Linked DNA regions of Sus scrofa: region 2 is linked to region 1. A link is a contact called in public HiChIP or PLAC-seq data. All regions are on one chromosome and are shown on one strand. Each heading gives the region's core, a stretch centred on a gene start, on an enhancer-like site or on the middle of the called end of the contact. The rest is flanking DNA. Distances are from core to core; before and after follow the strand shown.

The links. HiChIP or PLAC-seq counts read pairs in DNA pulled down with a chosen protein or histone mark.
Region 2: an H3K27ac HiChIP or PLAC-seq map of skeletal muscle shows a contact between it and region 1, with 14 times the contacts expected there. The contact joins the enhancer-like site here to the promoter of PLPP3 in region 1. A contact is called at or near these places in 3 of 5 promoter capture datasets (fetal skeletal muscle, liver and skeletal muscle), 4 of 47 Hi-C or Micro-C datasets (embryonic fibroblasts, fetal skeletal muscle, heart right ventricle and 1 more) and 1 of 2 datasets of contacts at active chromatin or transcription factors (skeletal muscle).

The regions. Positions count from the first base shown.
Region 1 is chr6:155,795,282-155,802,849 of Sscrofa11.1, forward strand. PLPP3 (phospholipid phosphatase 3) reads left to right here and starts at 5,559. Exons shown (of 6, transcript XM_003127971.6): 1 at 5,559-6,326. The coding sequence starts at 6,188.
Region 2 is chr6:157,089,737-157,097,376 of Sscrofa11.1, forward strand. All of the region lies in intron 2 of LOC110261421 (a long non-coding RNA gene), which reads right to left. Among named protein-coding and RNA genes, the nearest start is that of USP24, 130 kb to the right of the region's middle. Within about 2 kb of position 4,270, at least 3 of the 83 cell types and tissues checked have an H3K27ac peak or open chromatin away from gene starts, as enhancers often do. A contact at or near this core is called in skeletal muscle, where this site is marked.

The sequences.
Region 1 (7,568 bases), core at 4,309-6,808:
TTGTGAAAACCACTAATCTTGCCCTTGTATGCCTTAGATAGAGGACAAAGTTAGTCAGTACAGATTAATGATTAAAGTCTCAGTAGCTCCTGTGTCCGACTGCCTAGGTTCAAATCCAGGCCCTACCACTTAGTAGACTCATAATCTTAGAATTTCTTAACTTCTCTTTCCTCCAGTAACTTCATCTGTAAAAATGGGAAAACCTTCCTTAGACAGTTGTTTAATAAGTTCATACATATAAAATAGAGAACTAAAGGCTCAGTGAGGACAGGAATTCTCATCTTTGTTCATTGCTGTACCCCTAGCTCCTAGAATAGAATCTGGTACCTATCAGGTACTCAATAAATACCCATCATATAAATGACAGGAAAATATCAATAACCCTGGCCTATTATTACTTCGTGTATGATATGATATAACAATTCTGAATTTCCATTGCAACCATTCCCCATCCCCCAACCCATCCCCCAAGCCTGACAATTTTCACTTTGGGAGTCAGAGCATTTTTCCTCAGTGACACTAGGTGGCAGCATGGGTCTCTGTTTGAGTTATGGAGCACGCTCCAGTTTCACCCACTCGAGACAAATTCTGCCACCTCTTTATTTGTAAGTTCTTTCCCATTCTAGATTTTTTTTTTTTTAAGATTTAATGAACAACATTAACTGTTTGAATGTTCATAAAGTTGGCTCTTAACTGCTCTAATTTCTAGCTAAAGAAAAGATTATTGCTTGCAGAAAGGTAAAAATATTGACATGAATTGAGGCTGCTTTACAGTAACTCTACTGTTTTGTGTTCTTCAAGCTCCCTTTTTGTAACAAATAACTGCTTGACAAATCATGAACCTAAATCTTTCTTTTCAGTGACACAAGATGCAACATGCTGGTCTTTTCCAAGTCTGTAAGAAAATACAAAACAACATAAAACTTCTCCTCCATCTTTTTAATAAAGACGTGAGATTAATTCTGCAGTCCCTCTAAATTACTCTATGAAAACAGAAGAGAAGTAGAAATTTCTAAGCACCTTTGAGGGTGTAAAGAAAAGAATCTTGGTTTAAAAATTAAGAGATCTGGAATTTTAGTGCTTCAGGAATCTCCTTACCTCCAACTTTAAGCAAATCCCTTATCTTTCAAAAATTCGATACCTTTATGGAGTTCCTGTTGTGGCTCAGTGGTTAGTGGATCTGACTAGCATCTATGAGATGCAGGTTCAATCCCTGGCCTTGCTCAGTGGGTTAAGAATCCGACGTTGCCGTGAGTTGTGGTGGTGTAGGTCACAATGAGGCTCGGATCCTGCGTTGCTGTGGCTGTGGTGTAGGCCAGCAGCTACACCTCCGATTCAACCCCTAGCCTGGGAACCTCCATATGCTGCAAGTGTGGCCCTAAAAAGAAAAAAAAAAAAAAAAATTCAATGCCTTCATTTCTAAAACAAAGATAATCTCTGCCTTAACTCACCTGAAATGAGATCGGTGAATGTAAATGCCTTTATAAACTGTAAAGGGCTCTAATTTACACTGCGTGAGCTAATGTTAGAATATTTCCATTTTACCTTCAGGGAAAACCATTTATAGCCAGTTAAATGGGCTTGCCTCAGTTTTCTCATCCATAAATTGGGCTAATGATAGCAACCCCACCTACTTTGAGTTGTAAGAATAAAATAATAGATGTGAAAATGTCTTTAAAATGAAAGTACTCTTTCTTGTACAAGACTATTAGTTTAAGCAAATAGCTTTTCTAGAGTTTCACAACCGATCCTGAAGAAAACAATGTATAACTAAATTGTCTAGAAGAAATAAGCATGTTTGATTTACTACCTTCAGAAATCTCAAGAAATTGCACATTCAAAAAAAGATAGAGACGCTGAAGGTGTTATTATATTTAGGGGAAAATGAACAAAATTAAATGGTACATTCAGAGTCAGTACTGGATAAATATTTTTTTTTTTTGTCTCTCTGTCATATCTTTATTTTCAACCTAAGCAGTCTGATACAAGAGCTACCAAGACTTTTATCGTTAATCTATACTTATAGGGTAGATAACTAACAAGGACCTACTGTATAGCACCGGGAGATCTCAATGTTCTATAATAATCTATATAGAAAAAAAATAATCTATATATAGGAAAGATCATGATTATATTTTGTTTTTATCTGATTACTCACCAAATACTGATCATATGCACTAAAAACCTGATTCACTTTGCTGTGGACCTAAAGCTAATATAACATTGTAAATCGACTATACCCAATAAATTAAAAAAAAATTAATCTATACTGAATACATTTTAATGTCTATTTAAAGTAGGTATATTGTAGAAATATTCATTTAAAATATTAACATTCAATTAACATTTGTCAGCTACCTATTGTGTAATAGCTATTTTCAATGTATTATTTCATTATTAGTTGTGAGTCCCCAGAACCAGAGAAAATATCAGTCCCATTGCAAAGTGGAAGAACGAAGGTTCAGAGAGCTTGTTTAGTATATCTCAGGTCAAACAGCACAGCCAAGATATTCAGACCTCAAATCCTCAGCTTCTTCCTGCCTTGTCTTAGGAGTTTTACGGGGGGGGGGTGGGAGGTTAGGTGCAGTTTTTTTTTGGGGGGGGGGTCTCTAGTGCCTGTGGGAACACCCATGATATTTGAAACCAACACTTGCAGTGGGTAAGCCCAACAAGTTTTGGTTTAGGGTAAAAAACACCAGAGGTGGAATGTAATGCTTTTAAAGAACCTGGATAAATGAATACTTGTTAGCCCAAACTTAGGTCTCCTTAAGTGAATTTCAACGGCTTGGGAAATTTGGGCCCTGACCTTTTGACTACACAATTTTAAGTAAAGAAACGCAGTTACTTTTCCTTTAAATATTTCCAGAGCCAATTCATGCGTTTTCAAAAAATTTAAAAAATGATTAATTATTAAATGCGAGGGGTTAAAGAGAGAGAGAAATAAAATTATGAGGTAACAAGAGGTCTTAGAAATGAAGGCCGTTTAAATCTCTTGGGAGGTATCAGTTATTTAAGAATGATGTGCTGTTGTTACCACACATAATAAGTTAATCTTTAAAAGGCATTTATCCCCGCTGATGTTATAATAGTTTTTATACAGACTGGCTTAGTGAATGGGATGTCATTTTCAGATGTGTATTTTGGTAAGCTATGTTTACCAGGAATTTTAACTACTTAATTATTTTGAAATAACACCATTTTAAATCAAGTTTGTTCCATTGCATTTTACTTGCTAGTTAGACTGTTCAATTTTAGGATTTAAAGCAAAGAGGCCTTCAGATGTATGCATCCTGGGAGGCTGTTTTATTTCCTTTTGTCTAAAGAATGATAGTGACACTGTATTATGACTTGTTCAAGTCAATTTTAATGAATATCTGTAGTGTTCTGTTCCCTTGAAGAGTTATCCAAATGTAATAGTTGTTTGCATCCAACTACACGCATCAATTAACACCGTGATCTTTTTGTTATGAGAAAAATAGTCCACGGAGCCTTGTAAATGGGAATATAAAGCTCTTATTTAAACATCCATTTATTTTCCCTTTTACTGGCTCCTGGAATAACAGATTTTTATCCTTCTTAATAAGTAGCTGAGTTTAATCCAGGGAACCTCAGAGCCAAAAAGGTTCCTAGTATTCAAACTAGTGCCAGCCAAAGTTTACCATCCAGTAACTTTAAAGAGACCCAACAATGATTGCTGAGTTATAATACCATTTAACTACAGTAAAAGTCTGGCTTTTAAAAATGTCTATTCTTAAATTAATAAAAGTCATTTCACAGAGAAGAAAAAGCAGACAGGAAATGTAAAGGGAGGTAACTGTAAAATTCAAATAATAGAACGGGGTACCATACAGTGGAATTTAAGTGGCTGTCTGAGGGGCCACCGATGCCCTAGGACTTTTGAAGCTCAAAGGAGGGGAAAGATCAGAGTGGGCTGCTGAAGTTACAAGAACTTGCTCTCAAAGCTGTGGCTTGGCGATTTAGACCTTCAAGGATGATTATCGTAACAAAGAGAATTTGGTGGGCCAGGGAAGACCCTTGAATCCGGGAATTCCTTTTAGAATGTCAGTAATAGTGAAATCAGCCTCATATTGTTTCCGCAGTTTTAACATGTCAAGAGAAGGCATTTCTCACTGAAAAGCTGTCTAGGAAATCTGTTCTCTTAGTTTCCCTGGCTTTGACTTGCTGCTATTTGAAAGGAGAATGCTGTGTCTGATGGGCAGCTAGGTACCCTAGCTTCATCCAGAGCTGTCTTAGAGATTCAGTTACTCTTGCTTCCAGAAGACAGCAATTTTGCCTTCCTTTACCAGCCCACTTGTTCTACGCAGTCTGACTTGAGCTTCATTCAGCAGGCACCAAACTCTGTGTGCGGTACTGGGGAGAGGGTTTGGAGCTGATAATCTATAGAGCGGACTCATCTTTACTAACTATAACACCAAATCAGACTGTAATAGGTACTACAAGAGTGCTGCAAACCAAGTGCTGAAGGTGAAGTTAATTCTGTCCGGGGATCAAGAAAGGGCCCAGAGAGAAGGTGCTATTTCAGAGGATTCTAAAGCAAGAAAAGCATTTTGGTAGTTAGAGAAGGGATGGATGTGCAGAGACAGAGGGAGGCAGAGGCCAGGGTGTGGAGTGGGAAAGGACTATTGGAGAAAGGCCAAGTGGCTGGATCTAGGGATACTGAACCCTATAACAAGTCAGTAAAAAAAATCATGATCTAGAACATGATGGAAGATAGAAGGAAAGGTCCTTGCCTTGGAAATGTTTATGCTCTGTCTGGGGGAGAATTAATTCACATAGAAGACTGTGAAAGCACATGACAGCCTCTACTGCAAAGCGTTAGATTGCCCCCCAAGCTAGAGATATGCTAGCTCTGGGAGAGCTCTCCTGCTTCCCTGGACAGCTGCCCCCAACACTCAATACTGATACAAGCAGGCTGGGGGCCAGCCGAACTGGCAGGGATTTGGAGGGCTGGGAACTACAAGGAATAAAGTAAAGGTTAACACCTACACAGCATTTCCTATGTACCTAGCACGGTTCCAGGCGCGTCTATGGATTAGCTAATGACATCTTCATAATTACTCTATTTAGGAGAAAGTTATTATCTCCAGCTTACAGATGGGGAAACAGAGGCACCGAGCCACAGCCAGGATTCCAAGCCACAGGATCTAGTCCCAGAGCCAGTGCAGTCCTTTTCCTGTTCGGAGCCTCAGAATCTAGCCCAGTATCCAGTGCTGAGTGTTCAGATCTCAAAAAATAAACAAACAAACAAACAAAACAAACCCCCCCCAACAATTTATTTGAGTATTTTCAGGAGGAAACGATTCAAATCAAAACAAAGACTTGAAAGCCCCAAATATGTAAAGGAGGATAAAAGAGGAGAAACGCTTTTTTAGCTGTACAGCCTCAACGTTTGCCTGATCCAAGGCTGTTTCTTTTTATTTACATTTTTTTTTTCTCGTTTTGTGACAATTTAGTGTTTTTGAACGCTAGGGGCTCCCGGATTCTCTGGTTTGAAAGTAACTTTTCCTTTTAGGATTTTTTTTTTTTTTTTTTTTTGGAAGGGGGTGGGGGAAAATGTGGCCTTAATTATCCTACGTCTTAGGCTGCTTAAGGAAGGGGCTGTGCTTTCGGAATCCCTTCTGAGCCAAGTAAGGAGGTCCCTCTCTTTGCCTCTCTCTCTTTTTTAAAGGACCTCATGAAATAAAAGTGCCGAAAACAAACCCAGGCGATCACAGCGGCGGCGGCGGCGGCAGCAGCAGCAGCAGCAGCAGCAGCAGCAGCAGCAGGAGGAGGAGGAAAGTAGGAGTTGGGGCAGCGCTCCGAGGTGGCTGGGCTCCGCGCAGCTCCCATTCATTAAGCAACCAGCTGCGGAGGAAGGTGGCCGAGCGCCCGCGCTGCCCCCTCGCTGCTTTGCGCACGGACACGCCAGCTCCGCGCGTCCGGAGCAACGCAGCGCTGCAGAAGTTTCTGCTCGGGAGTTGACTCTCTTCCCCTTGGACTTTCGAACGATTCGGGGTTGAGACAGGAAAAGCGGAGGAGCACCAGGGAGCAGAAAGCACCACCGCCTGCCCTTGGAAGCGGGGCAGCGGGGCCGCACTCTCCCGCCGCGCCCGGAGAAGCCTCGGTCGGGAGGCGACCCCGGCGTCTGGGTGTGTGGCTGCAGTCGTGGGGCGTCTTGGCCAGCGCCATGCAAAACTACAAGTACGACAAGGCTATCGTCGCGGAGAGCAAGAACGGCGGCAGCCCGGCGCTCAATAACAACCCGAGGAAGGGCGGCAGCAAGCGGGTGCTGCTCATCTGCCTGGACCTCTTCTGCCTCTTCATGGGTGAGCCCAGCCCCTCTGTCCCCCCGGCCCTCAGCGCCCGTCCCAGCCCGGCCCGGGGCTGCGCGCGAAGCTCGGCGCTCGCTCCTGCGCGGGGCCCCGTCTCCCGGCCGCGCCGTGCTGCCCGTCCCGGGGGCCCCGCAGGCTTTTCCCCGCTCCCGGGTTCCCGCCCTCCCCGATCCTGCCGCCTCCCCGGCCTGTAAAGGAGTGTCGAGCGTGCTCTAGGCTTTCGCGGGCCACTTGGACACTCAATCTAAAAAGCTGCCTGCAGTTGGAAACGCAGGCAGAACCCCACGAAAGGTGAGGGCTTGTCCTCTTAGGAGAGGGAGGGGAAGTCGGTGGAACCAGGAGCCAGAGCCGGCGTAAAGCTGGTTGCCTTCCATCGAGTAAAACGGATCTCCTGGAGCGCCGGGCTCTTGCCTGGAGAGCGCTGCCTTCCCAGGGCCGAACGTAAACATCCAGCCTTTCCGCCGGGCTGCCTCGGCCCAGGACTTGCAAGCCGGCCTCTTCACTTGTTGCTCTCGTGAACGCCCTCCAGGGGTTGGGAGGGTGCTGTCTACCGGCTTGATGCAGAGTACCGATTCTGCAGACCCCTACTGTGTGCCAGGTGGTCGTTTTAACCAGCCGTCTCCCCGACTCGGTGCAGGAGGAGCGAGAAAGTTCATTTCACCGATGAGGAAACTGAGGCATTGGGAAAGCTAGCCAGGGTCATGCTTCAGGACCACAATTCATTGTACTCCCAGAAAATTGAGGCGGTAGCCCCGTTTCTGTTTTCCCAGCTAGTTGGAAGCCACTGCTGAAAGAGGTGGGAGTAAAGGGACTGGAGTGGGAGTTGGTAAAGAGGATTTATGAACTCGCCTCCAGGGCGGGGGGTGACTACTGACAGGAATGTACGGGAGCCCCGAGGTTTGGAAGTCGGCGTAGTTTTTTTTTGTTTTTTTGTTTTTTTTTTAAGCCAATCATAGTGTCAAGGAAAGCATGCTGGACTTGTCATCACAATACTGCCACTCTGCCACATGCGGGGTGTGCAACCTTGCTGCCTCTTTGGCCTCAGTTTCCTCATCAGTTGAGTGAGTGGGCTGAACCAGATGCTCTCCAAGGCCCCTTCCTGCATTAAGAACTCGGATTTGGTCCAGGGGCTGTTCTGCCAACTCTGCTAACTGAAGAAACATCTGTGTTCCCAATTCAGTTCCCTTAAAATAGAACTAACTGCTGCACGGAGGCTCAAGTCCCCTTTGAAATGGA
Region 2 (7,640 bases), core at 3,020-5,519, 1.3 Mb after region 1:
GGGCCCACCCTACTCCAGTATGATCTAATCTTCACTAATTTCATCTGCAATGACCCTATTTCCAAATAAGAGGAAATATGAGGTACATGAGATTAGAACGTTAATATATCCTTTGGGGCAAGGGACACAATTTAAGCCATAACACTACCCCAGATGGGAACCCTGAGTCAAAGAGACCTTTGGGCCCAAGGCTGACCTGGCATGATCTTCCGTGGCAGCAGTGGAGCTCTGGTTTTCCTGCTCCAGAGAAAACGGAAGCCCAAATCCCTTTGGAATGTGCAAAGGAAATTTGGAGACAGCAGTCACACTTCCCCATGCAGAGTTTTCTTTGATGTAGCCTTGAGTATTAGGTCCAGTGAAAACAAAGAGGAAAGTGACCATCCCACCCTTTCATCCTGGAAGACTAGCGAAGCAAAGCGCCAAAAGTGTTATACTAGATTAGTGCTCCCTTTGCGGAGAAGACAGCCCAATTCTAAAAACTACCGTAGGCAATAATCTGCCTCTTAAAAAAAAAAAGTTCTCAAGGATGCAGAAAGGGAAGAGAGCCAGCATTTTTACTGAGTGCCTCCTCTGTGCCAGGCCATATGTGGAATGGTTTACAAACACCATCTCTTCCAAACTTCAGGATAATTCTTTGACTATTAACCCCATCTGACAGATAAAGAAGCAGATGAAGAGCAACTAAGTGAATTTGTCCCAAGTTCCACAGCTCAAAAAGTGATGGTACTAGGATTTAAACCGAGGTTTGTCTGATATTATCATCTTGCTTCTAGGTTGTCTCTTTATTATTTTGGATCAGATAATGTAGGTGAAAGCTTGAAGCATTCTATCTGGCAGATAAAGAGTAGGCAACATGCATTTATAGCCATCCTTCCTCCAGAGACTGTTTCTAGAATGAATGGATGGATGAATGACATTGGATGAACATAGAGCACCCTCTGGTCCTCCTGTCCACATGTGGGAACTCTCACGCCTCTGAACTCACAGGACTTTGTTCTTCCCTTGCACATGGAGCTTGTTCCCTCCCTCCTTGCCCCTACCCCATGGTTAATCCCTCAGAGAAGGGATGAGTCTAACTCATCTCTCTTCCCCCTCCTCTCCACTGGGCCTCCTGCACTGGCCTGATCCACCGCAGATGCTCAATATCAGTCTGCGGAATGAATGAATAAGTTTAAAAACTCCAATAAAGCACACAACTGAGGATTGGTTAAAATTTAAGTGCATCCCCAGAAGTTTAGAGAAAAATCTGAGCTGAGACTCAGAAGGGGACTCCAGGTCCAACATGGTCACTAATCTGTTATGCAGACTTGGGCTCCTCCTGGCCCTCTCTTACCCCACCCAGCAAATGAGGGGCTTGGACCAATGACCTTAGAGCTGTTGTAACCCCACCGTCTAGGTCCTGGTGTTTCCAAGGTCAGAAATAAACAACAAGGCAATCCAGATGCCAGCAGGGCTTGGGCTATCCAGGGATGGACAATCCTTTTTCAGGTCCCAGTTTTCAGGAACCACAAAAATCAGCATTTGAGCACCTCGCCAACTTCCTCTTGCTAATTCCCGACAGCCACTTCCCAAGGACAGGTGGAATGAAGGACCGCTCTCTCTTGGCAGAAGGTTCTTCCTAGAGCCTAAGACAATAATGCCACAACCTCCACCACGGCTCCTTGAGATGAATGGAACATCCCCACCAAGAAGGAGGATAACAATGCCAGCTAACGTTCATCGGGGGCAAACGATTTCTCCTGAGCTCTGTAAGCACTTGGAGGCCAATTACCAAGGCAATGCTCATGTGAGGTGGGTCTGCACTATTGTTTTCATTAAAGCATAGCTGGTTTTCAATGTCATGCTCATTTCTGCTGTACAGAAAAGTGATTTAATCATGCATAAGCATACACTCTTTTTTATAGTCTTTTCCATGTGGTTTATCACGGGATATCAAATATAGTTCCCTGCGCTGTACAGTAGGACCCTGCTGTATACCGTGCGCCATGATCTTTATTCCCCATTTCACAGATCAGGAAAGGGGCATTCTAAAGGGGTTGAGGGTCATCAACCAGGGTCCTCTAGCTAGCTCCATACCCCAAGGTCAGCCTTCTCTTTTTGTTCTTACTTTAGAAAAAAATGGGACGTACATTCACACGGTACCAAATTCAAAATACAAAGATGTGTACAAAATGAATAAGTGTCCCTCTGGCTCCTGGTCTCCCAGCCTCTCATTCTCTGGGAGGTGATGCCTGTAATCACCTGTTTACCAAACCATGAGGTTATGGGTTCAATCCCTGGCCTCGCTCAGTGGGTTAAGGATCCGGTGTTGCCGTGAGCTGTGGTGTAGGTCACAGATGCGGCTCGGATCCCGCATTGCTGTGGCTCTGGCATAGGCTGGCGGTACAGCTCCAGTTAGACCCCTAGCCTGGGAACCTCCACATGCCACGGGTGCAGCCCTAGAAAAGACAGAAAGATAAAAAAAAAAAAAAAAAAAGTCTTTGGGCTATGCTTACTCATCTGTAGCATGCAGTGTTCTGCCCCTTTCTTTTTCCACTTACCAATATTGCCAGGCAATCCTTCCCTATCAGTATATAAATATCTTCCTTGTCTTTGTGCTGGCTGGATAACAGTCCATCATCTGAAAGTGCCCTAACTTTGAAAGACCTATACAGACCCCAAGCTCTTAAACAATGACAACTGCAGGGAGGAGCTGAGAAGCCAGACTACACATCCCCACACCCAGGGTCACCAAGCATTTCAGATCAGCTGGACCTTTAGAGATCCCTACACAAAGACTTTCACTCTCATTGAAGACTAACTGAAGCAGTGCATGAAAGGCACTTTGTGTTTGGCACACAGTAAATGCCTGGTTATACTTTATTTATACTAATAGTAACAGGTGACAATATGGACCAGGATGTTGGGATACTAGAGAGAAGCGGAAGTCAGGGAAGCAATCTGCCCTCTTCCCCAACACGTGTGGAGGGATGGAAAGAGCAGAAAGACCTATGTTCAAAACCCAGCTCCACCACTCACTGTGTATTAGCAGAGATGGCCAGATAGGCATTGGCAGAACACCTCCCCTCTCTGAGTTTGGGATGGGCAAATGGCCACCTGGCTTGTGGCTACATTTCCCAGGCTCCTTTGTAGCCTGGTGTGGCTATATTCTCGCCAAGACATTGTAAATGGAAACTTCCCACCCTTCACTTTCTCACTTTCCCATGGACTGGAACACATACGTGGTGGTGGCCAAGCAGCTTCAACCAAGTGGACAAGACAACACTCTAATGACAAAACGAAAAGGAACACAGGTAGCTCACAGGGCAGAGTTATGTGTGGTCCCATTATACAGATGAAGAAACCGAGGTTCAAGGCGAACAGAGTATCTAATGACAAAACGAGAAGGAACACAGGTAGCTCACAGGGCAGAGTTATGTGTGGCCGCTCCACGCACGTGCCTCTAAACTGTTACATGAGAGAGCAGCCCACTTGGATCTGGTTTTAGCGATGGTATTTTGAGGTCTCTGTTAGAGCATCTTAACTCTTACCCTATCTTATACACAGTGTGACCTTGAACAAATTACCTGACATTCCTAAGCCTCAGTTTCTACATCTTCAAATCCTTCATAAAGATTAAAGAGGAAGGAGTTCCTGTCGTGGCTCAGCAGTATGAAATCCGAATAGCAACCATGAGGATGCAGGATTGATCCCTGGCCTCACTCAGTGGGTTAAGAATTCAGTACTGCCATGAGCTGTGGTGTAGGTCACAGAAGAGGCTCGGATCTAGCATTGCTGTGGCTATGGTGTAGGCTGGCAGCTGGAGCTCCAATTCGACCCCTAGCTTGGGAACGTCCATATGCCACAGGTGCAGCCATAAAAAGACAAAAAAAAAAAAAAAAAGGAAACAAACAGAACACCTAGTACAATGTCTGGCACATGATAAAAGCTCAACAAATGGGCCTCTGGGCCTGTTTCCCCATCTGTAAAATGGGTGTATTAATCAATCCTTCCTTTGTGAAATCCAAATGACATAGCTATAAAGATGATATGCAAACTGTGAAGCCCTGTACAAAAGTTAGCATTGCTTTAGGATGCTCTGGAAGCCTTGTTTGTGCTGCATAAATGCTTCACCAACATCCATAAAGACAGTGAGCCAAGCACATTGTGCCCCTGGGGACAAAGAGAGGTCAACTTGCATCTCCTGATGATGTTTCCAGCCTGTGAAATCCCAGCAGTTTGCACGCCTGAGCCCTGGACCATCTGACCTTCCTCCAAGCCAATGCCAAATGGTAGATGTCAGCAGCTTCATGGCCCTCTGCAAACCACTGCTGGCAACAGCAACCCTACATGGGATAGCATTTCAGAGTTTACAAGAGTCGTTCCACAGCCGCAGATTCTCTGGAGCACCTTGGAACCCAACAAGACAGGCAGGACAATTTGCATCAGAGGTAACTGGGGTGCTGAGGTTCTAAGATGGACCACAACTTGCCCAAGGACTTAGAATTCATGTGTGGGATCCACCCTACATAACCCATATCTCAGGCCTGCATCTGAGTCTAAAGTTCTTTCCATTTCCCTGTTATACGCCACCTACAAAAGAGGAAAACATGCTCATATGGGGCCTAAGTCACAAAGCATAACCGTGAAACCTACTCATTTATTCAACAAACACAGAGGATCTGGAGAGGCCCTGCAGAGACCACTGGGTCAGGGACCCAGTCTGCTGGACCGGAGGACTACACGGTGAGGGTCTACCGTGCCCAGCACTTCACCCAGGCCATCTCTAATTCTTACAACGAAGAAAAGTCCACAATTTTATGACAGGCAATGGAGGTTCAGAGACACTGAGTGATTTGTTTGAAGTCACTCAGCCACTAAGTGCTAGGCCACTAAAGGCTTTCTTCTCAAGAGTGCAAAGGACTTCCCAAAATGTCTTCAGTGTAGAATTTCCAAGAGAGAATTATGGGTGCCACAGCACCTACTGGGTGCTGACACACGACATCAAGTGACCAAATATCAATGATTTTCTCTTTTTCATTTCCAGCTTGATAATTTTATACAATCATAGAATGTCAGAGGGAAAAAAAAAAAAAGATAATCTAGTCAAACCTCCCCATCATACAGGTGAGGGAGCTGCGGACCAGAAACCATGTCTTGTCCAAGGCCACACAGCAACTTCTATCAGAACTGGAATTCAAGCCATGCATGTCTGAACTTCAAGTCTCAGTTATTTCCGTGTTCTGGATGCCCAGCCCGGGGCTTGGCACTTACTTTCATGTTCTTTCTGGATGCCCGGCCTGGGGCTTGGCACTTACTTTCATGTTCTTTCTCATCCAGAAGTATCACCAACTTTGAGGCAGGGACTAGTTGTAGTTCATCTTCATGTCTCCAGCGCATGGCATGCAGAATAATGCCCTCAATAAGTGTGTGGTAACTGACTGGTATGAAACAACAATAACTATCCCCATTATACAGACGAAGAAGCTGAGGTTCAAGGCAAACAGAATAGCTGTCCAAGGTTACATAACTCACAAGTGGCTGTGGGCGGGAGGCCCTAGGCAAAGCACCAGCCCCTCCCAACCTGGAAAACAGGCACAGCATTCGGTCTCAAATAAGGATGGACCCTCACCCACCTCCTCGCAGTGTTGGAAGAGCCCTGGGGAAGGGGTCCTGCAGGAGGACCAGGTACGTGACTCAGCTGGAAGCCATGACAAGTGTGCAAGGTGGAGGAAGACCCACCCCAGCAAGGCCCCCACCCCCTTGCTGAGGGGCCTCGGGCTCAGATGGCCAAACTAGTCACACATGTTTGGAAGTCAGCGAAGAGCCTTGCTGGGGGCCAGGAGAAAGATCCGTTCTGGGGGTTCTGCCAGGCCTTGAGATGAGGCTGCCAAAGGGAGGTCAGGATAGGGGGAGGACAGATGTGTCCAAGGCCCTGCCAGAGGCCACATTGGCCCGAGTGCATCAGTCCTGCGCTGAGCCATAACTCTCTTCCAAGCTCAGAGCGTTACGGTTCCCAGATTAGACCATGGAAAAGTGGTTCCATGTGGACTTTTCAACTTGGTCACTTCCTCAACACCCCTCATCCCCCCCACAATCTCCAACCCAGAATCACTTCGTGTCAACACAAGGATGTTGCTCTTTATTTTCTTCTCTCTTGAACACACAAAAATAACTCAGCCAGACTCTAATATCCATGCAAGCTCTCAAGAAGCTGGGCTTAAACATGTTTGCACGTCGGGACCAAAGCAGTCCCACGTGTGGCTGCTGAAACGAGGTGTCCTCTGCATGGCAAGGGGCTGCCTTCGTCAATCTCAGGGATGCTAATGGGAAGAAGTGAACAGCTGACACCCCTTCCTATGTTCTCTACATGGGTCTTCTCATTTAACTAGTCATCTGAATTTTGCAGGTGAAAACCTAAGGCTCAGGGAAATGTGAAGTGCTCACAGTCATTCACTCACTCAACAAACGTTTTTCATTTCCACCTCTCGGTTCAATACGGATATTTGTAGGAAAAAAAAAAAAAAAACCTTTTTATGCTATATAAAAGGATTCACTAATGGATTCCCTCATGCATTCTATGCAGTTTCCCAAAGTGCAGAATGTAAAAAGCTAATTCTCCGAGAGCCGAAGAGGCATTTGGGAAAAATGAATTCTGTGCACAAATTAGCCTGGAAGTCACTGATTAAACAAGAGTGACTTAAGAAATCACTGATTAAAGAGGCCAAACAATGCAGGATTTTCTTAAATATAGGATTTTTCAAAGCTTTTAATTGACTAAAGTGTATTTGACTCCCCAGCTGAGTATGCAGTATTTTCCCAAAGTTAAGAGCTGGAGTTCTGAGGAGTTCCCGTCGTGGCTCAGTGGTTAACGAATCCGACTAGGAACCATGAGGTTGCGGGTTTGATCCCTGGCCTTGCTCAGTGGGTTAAGGATCTGATGTTGCTGTGAGCTGTGGTGTAGGTTGCAGACGTGGCTCGGATCCCACGTTGCTGTGGCTCTGGCGTAGGCCAGTGTCTACAGCTCCGATTAGACCCCCAGCCTGGGAACCTCCATATGCCGAGGGAGCGGCCCAAGAAATGGCAAAAAGACAGAAAAAAAAAAAAAAAAAAAGAGCTGGAGTTCTGAGAAAAACTCTTTTGGAAGCACTTCCTCAGTATTTTCTGTTGAATTATATGAAAGTGCCAACATTTGACTGTTTTTTTAATCTATAAAACAGCATCTCAAGAGAGTGTCTATAGATCTATGACTGGGTCTCTTTGCTCTACAGCAGAAATTGACAGAACAATGTAAATCAACTATAACATAAAAAATTTAAAAACAGAAAAACAGCATCTCCATTTGTTTCAATCTATTGTGTACAATGGGGGAGTGTATGCTCACATGTTTTGTGCCTCCTTTATCACATTTAATAATGTGATGTACATAACAAGCCCTGAACCCTAAAGGGTACTTGACGTGGAGTCTTTTACATGCTTGCTATTAGGGCTGGAAAGAGACCTGGGGTGGGGGTTACTCTCCACCCCAAATCCATGCCTGTCCTTCCACAGTATCACATTGTCATGGGAAGCAGGTGCCCAACCAGAGACTATGATGCCGGGTCCCCCTACATCCAGGTGAGAGGTGAGTGGGGGGCGGGACTAGTGTGCACTATGCAAGA